2 separate regions of the Ovis aries genome follow, and region 2 is linked to region 1. A link is a contact called in public Hi-C data. All regions are on one chromosome and are shown on one strand. The core of a region is the stretch at or near the end of the contact, and the rest is flanking DNA. Distances in the headings are between cores, read along the strand shown.

Region 1 (2,839 bases), core at 121-2,620:
CTGGGCTAAATCAGGGATTCCCAAACCGGGGAGAATACTGGAAACACACAGGAAAATCCCAAAGATACAAATTCAGGAGCCTTGCCCTTATCTCACTAAAGTTCAGGAATCCGCTTTTTGAAATTTCCCCAGTGACTTAGTCAGCAGCCCCAGTTCTGTGAGTCTGTAAGCTAGACTGTTTGGGCAAGAGCTTCAAAACAGACAAACGAAACTCTGCCGTCTGCACCAGGCTTTTCCATTACACCTCAGGAGCCAGGCAAGGAGAAGCGCCATCTGCTGCTGCTGCTGCTAAGTCGCTTCAGTCGTGTCCGACTCTGTGTGACCCCACAGACGGCAGCCCACCAGGCTCCCCCGTCCCTGGGATTCTCCAGGCAACAACACTGGCTGCAAAGTGTACCATGACGGCAGGGCCTGTGGTAGAATAAAGGCTCTGACTTACAGGGGCCGGCAGCGGAACTGTCACAACCCACGGGCCACCGAAGTGAAAGGGGCTGGCTGGAGCACCCGGCGAGACCAACTGCGTCATTCCCACTTATACTGGCTCCCGCCCCCGGAGCGACCTTGCCTCCCCATCTCAAAGACGGGATCTAGTCCACAAGTTGGGATAAAACAGATAACGGGGGTACAAGGCTTAGTTCAGCCTGCAGCTCACAGCAAGTTCCAAATGAACTGTCAGCGACTGATCGCTTCCTGCTCCCTCTTTCTCAGGGACGTCTATCGATGTCTCAAGCGGGCTGGGCACTGGAAGAAAGCCATCAAAGCAGCCAAGAGCTTCACCACCCCCACCCGCCGCCACCCCTGCCTTGCCACAGCCCCTAGGCGCTGCCCAGGGGCTCAGGAGGGAAAAGGATGACGCCTGACACCTTGATGAGCCTGTCCGTGAATGCGGCCGTCTGTCCTATTACTGAGGAACGAGAAAGAGGTGGGCAGCGCCCAGATGGCAGAGGTCCGCGCCACCCGAGGACGGGGCGTCCCTGGAGGGAGGCAGTCACCAGGCCGAGCAGATGCATGGGGGCAGCCCCAGAGGAGGGAGGCGGGTCCTGAGGAGCAGCTGGGCGCCTGGCGCTCGCCCGAGAAGGGGAAGTAACAGCATCCTGGGCCCTCCCGCGCCGGATGCCCCCAGGGCCCCAGTGCGCTCCCCCAGGGCCGCAGCCCAAGGCTGAGAGCCGACACGCGAGGGCTGGGGGCCCCGACCCACCCACCTCTCATCTGCCATCACGACAGCGTCGAACATGTCCTGATCCCCGGCCATGGCGGCCACCGACCAGCCTCCGCCCGTCGGGCTCCGCCGCCCCGCGATGGAGCCGCGGACACGCGAGGCCACAACTCACGGAAACCCCGGCCACTCGCGACGCCAAGTTCACTTCCGGCGGCGACCGCGCGGGGCAGGCCGGGTAACGACGGCACGCCGGAGGGCTCAGCACTCGCCGGGGCGCTCAGCACTCGCCGGGGCAGGCCCAGGGCGCTTGCGCGGCGGCGGCGGCGCTGGGCGGGGCTAGGCCGGGACGCGGCCCCTCCCCGAGGCCCCTTGCCCCGCCCCCCGGCTCGGGCCGCCAGCCTGTTGGTCGGTCCCCACCTGGAGCATCCACTTGGCCACGCGGGGCTGACCCATGATCTCACTTTCCCAAAACCAGGCAGAGGCCACCGAACTGCCAACAGCGGCTCAGAAAGGACCAGGGAAAGAAACTTGGAAAATTTATCAAAGAACCAAACGCCTCCCGGAGCTCTGGGCCCTTGGGGTTTGGGGGAAAAATGTCCCAGGAAACGCAATTCGCGGAGTGGGGACAGTACCCAGACAAGAGTGGCCGGGTCCCCCGCCGACCCCGACCCACAGCCAGGGGCCACCTTCCAGGACCAAGTCAGACTTGAGACGCCCCACCTAAAAGGCCACTGAATCCGCGATAACAGTATTCCAGGGCATTTGGGCTTTTGTTCGAGAAACAACGCAGGGCTGACCCGACGCCCCGGGAATCTGAAACAGCAGTGGGTGACAGGAACAGCCGAGGTCCTCTTAACACTCAATGAGTAACTGTTGGCATCCGTTCTTAAAACTTTAGAGTTCTTTGAAAACTGTCAATAAAAGTGTTTGTGTTTTTATTCTTGCGGTTGTTTTTAAAGCAAAAGCAGAAAGGGGAAGTGTTGGTCGCTCAGTCGTGTTTGATTCTTTGCCACCCCATGGACCATAGACTGCCAGGCTCCTCTGTCCATGGGATTCTCCAGGGCAAGCATATTGGAGTGGGTTGGTATTCCCTTCTCCAGGGGAATCTTCCCAATCTAGGGACCGAACCCAGATCTCCTGCATTGCCGGCAGGTTCTTGACCATCTGAGCCAGGAGGGAAGCCCCAGTAAAAGTAGTGAGTGAAAGTGGCTCAGTCACGTCCGACTCTGTGCAACCCCACTGACGACACAGACCATGGCGTTCTTCAGGCCAGAATACTGGAGACGATCAACTCAGGGATCGAACCCCCATCTCCCACTTTGCAGGTGGATTCTTTACCAGCTGAGCCACAAGTAAAAGTAGACCTATTCATAATTCAGGCAGAGAGTCAAGAATCAGCACAAAAGGATTTGTAATTAACAACCCCCAGAGCCCTCTGTCCAGCTGAAGGCATCCCCCCTTAAAAAAAAAAAAAAAAGCTTCTAGTGTTAGTCCTCCCATTTGTCATTTCCATGGCAGGTACTTCCTGGACACGATTTTTAAAAGGTATGTCAAACTGTCAGCCACAGTGGAACATAGATATGAATTACCAAAAGTTTTCCTGTTAAAATCAGGAGTAAAGCGAGAATGCTTTGAACACATCCAGTAGACCTAATCAATGCAATAAAATTGAGCAAGAAG
Region 2 (2,839 bases), core at 171-2,670, 200 kb after region 1:
TATGACATCTTTTTCTCTCTGCTTTTAAGATGTTCTCTGTATCACTGAGAATGACAGTGAAGGCCGCTCAGCCGCGTCTGACTCTGTGCAACCCCATGGACTATACAGTCCATGGAATTCTCTGGGCCAGAATACTGGAGTGGGTAGCCTTTTCTTTCTCCAGGGGATCTTCCTGACCCAGGAATTGAACCAGGGTCTCCTTCATTGCAGGCGGATTCTTTACCAGCTGAGCTACCAGGGAAGTCTCTGTATCACTAGTTTTGACCTATTTGATAATAATGTGCTTTGGAATAATTTTCTCCATGTTTTTTATGCTTGGGATTCATTGAGCTTCTTGGATCTGTGGGTTTATACTTTTTATTAGCTTTGGGGAAAATTCACTCATTGTTTATTCAAATATTTCTCCTTTATTTCCCCTCTTTCTTTGCTTTTGGGGACTCTAATTACATATATATCATACATGTGTATCATACATACAAGAACCAATACTGGTTTCACACCTAACAAAGGAGAAATGCACTTGGCTTCTAGCTGACGAGAGAGGTGGGAGAGGGGGCCTAGATCTATCCTTCTGTTATAAACATGTTCCACTGTTCTTTGCTGAACGGTGGTAATGACCCCCTCAGGCAGGGACTGGCTCCACCTGTGCCGTCCACGATGGTGGCGACTCATCCACCAGGGGCTATGGAGCTCTGAACTGTGGCAAGTTGCCTGAGATGTGCCTGAGTGTAAGTTACACGTCAGATCCTGAAGCCTCACGCTGAAAATAGGAATGCAAGATGCCTTGTTAATAATCTTGTAGTGTAGATTACATGTCTAATGACAACATTTTGGGTATAGTGGATTAAATAGAATATGTTATTAAAATTAACTCCATCTGTTTAGCTTTACTTTTAAAAATTTTATTTATTATTATTCTTTCCAACACATGTATTTTTATCTGGCTGCTCTGGCTCTTCATGGCAGCACGTGGGATCTCTGACGCAGCCTGTGAACTCGTTGCAGCTTGTGGGATCTAGTTCCTGAACCAGGGACCAAACTCTGGCCCCTTGCACTGGGACCGTGGAGCCTTAGCCACTAGATCTCCTGTGACGTCCCTCATTTTCTTTTTTTTTTTTTAATGTAGCTGGTAGAGAATTTAATATTGCCTATGTGACTCCCATCTCATTTCTATAGAAATATCCTTCCACCCCAGTCTGGAAACCAGCCAACCTCTGCCATGCTGCCTGGGCCTCGGCCAACCCCCTACCACCTGCCACCCGCAGCCAGACATTAAAAACCACAAGAACACCACGGTGGCTGTGGGGATCTGGATTCAACTCATAACTGGCTCTGAGGGGCCTGGGAGAGTAGAGTGAACTCCCGGGTGCTGGCCAGGGTCAGTAACCAGCTGGACACGTTCCCTGGCCAGGACTGAGGTGCCTAGAACCTGCTGCTGAGTCATAGGAGTGAGATATTCCTGGGCCAAGCTACAAGGAAACTCCTTCTCCGGGGCTCCCTGTTTTGGCAGCCTGGTTAATGAGTCACCTGCTGGTCGCATGCCTGGGGAACCCAGCTTGGGGGCTCCCTCACATGCCAGGGTTACCTCAGTGCCAGAGAAGGTGGGCAGGGAGTTTTTTATGTACTACTTGAAAATTTGACTTCTTCAGAAAGGAACCAAGTAAAACATAGCAATCATTTGTGTTTCCCACCCAGATTTAACCACTTCTAACAAACTTATGCAGAGTCGGACACGATTGAGCGACTGAACTGAACTGAACTGCACAGACTTATTTACCTCTAGTCTTTTGAAAAATGTATTTACTTTCCATCAAGCATAAAATGAACATATTTATTTCTTATAAAGAAGAAAGAGCCAAAGACTATATTACCAATGAAACTAAAGCACTTTCACTAAAGCACCTCCCTCACTTTCATTCAAATTCCCTCTCTCTTCCCAGATAGATCGCCATTACATATTCTGAGAATCTCTCCACTCTTTTAAAAATACCTATTGCCAACCTACAGCACTGTTTGGGGTGGATTTCCCCCTCATTTTCTCCCAAAAGCATCACACTGTGTGTGCTGTTCCTCCCAGAACAACAGCCCCTGGTGTACCTCGATGCTAGGGTTGGGGAGCAGCCAGACTCTTCCTGCCCCACTGGGGCAATCTGGCTGAGTCCACCTACCTGGACAAGGACCCACATGCTTCCCACAGGTCTAGGAATTCATCTTTCTTCCAGTACAGCCAGGCTGAGGTTCCAGGCTGCTGACACTGCATGGTTCACAGAAACAATATTTCTGTAAATTATGACGATGCAGGGATGTAATACCATGTAGCCATCAATAAGAATGAGCCAGCTCTACCTGAGCAGATGCAGAGAGCTCTCAGTGAGTCAGGAGACTCCAAGGAGCTGCAGGGCCCTGGGTGGCTCAACACTTCTGATGGCCAAGAAGAAGCGAACAGAACTTAACTCTTGAAGACAGGTCTCAGGTCAGGGCATGAGGAAAAGAGAGAATTGTTGCTTTACATTTTGTGATCGTTGGATGATTTTTTCCTAACTATATAGGCATGACTTACTTTTATTTAAGGATGATGAAATACACATCTGAAAACAGCAGCTAGGCTTCATCCAGAGGATCTGTGGGGGAACCCTTCACCTCTGGGAGGCTTTCCTCCTCAATGCTGCCTTGGGGATGAGGGGTCCCCTGTGGAGAGCCTGGCTTCCAGCAATGCTGTTCCCTCAACCTCCTCTAGGGAGAGCCCCTGAGCACCGTGCGCAGGTGTGTGCACCTGGGGACGGTAAGCCAGGTTAAGGGGGCTGGGAAACCCCGAGAAAGGCTCTCTTAGTGGAGCCAA

Evidence for each region. Hi-C and Micro-C count contacts between places; a contact is called where the count stands out from the background.
Region 2: a Hi-C map of mesenteric adipose tissue shows a contact between it and region 1, with 4 times the contacts expected there. The contact joins the enhancer-like site here to the promoter of LTO1 in region 1. A contact is called at or near these places in 7 of 16 Hi-C or Micro-C datasets (blood, hypothalamus, liver and 4 more).

The regions. Positions count from the first base shown.
Region 1 is chr21:43,308,827-43,311,665 of ARS-UI_Ramb_v3.0, forward strand. LTO1 (LTO1 maturation factor of ABCE1) reads right to left here and starts at 1,371. Exons shown (of 5, transcript XM_004019731.6): 1 at 1,203-1,371. The coding sequence starts at 1,252. LOC132658381 (a long non-coding RNA gene) reads right to left here and starts at 857. Exons shown (of 2, transcript XR_009597960.1): 1 at 653-857; 2 at 118-411.
Region 2 is chr21:43,508,906-43,511,744 of ARS-UI_Ramb_v3.0, forward strand. No RefSeq gene overlaps it. Among named protein-coding and RNA genes, the nearest start is that of ANO1, 55 kb to the right of the region's middle. Within about 2 kb of position 1,421, at least 3 of the 54 cell types and tissues checked have an H3K27ac peak or open chromatin away from gene starts, as enhancers often do. A contact at or near this core is called in liver, where this site is marked.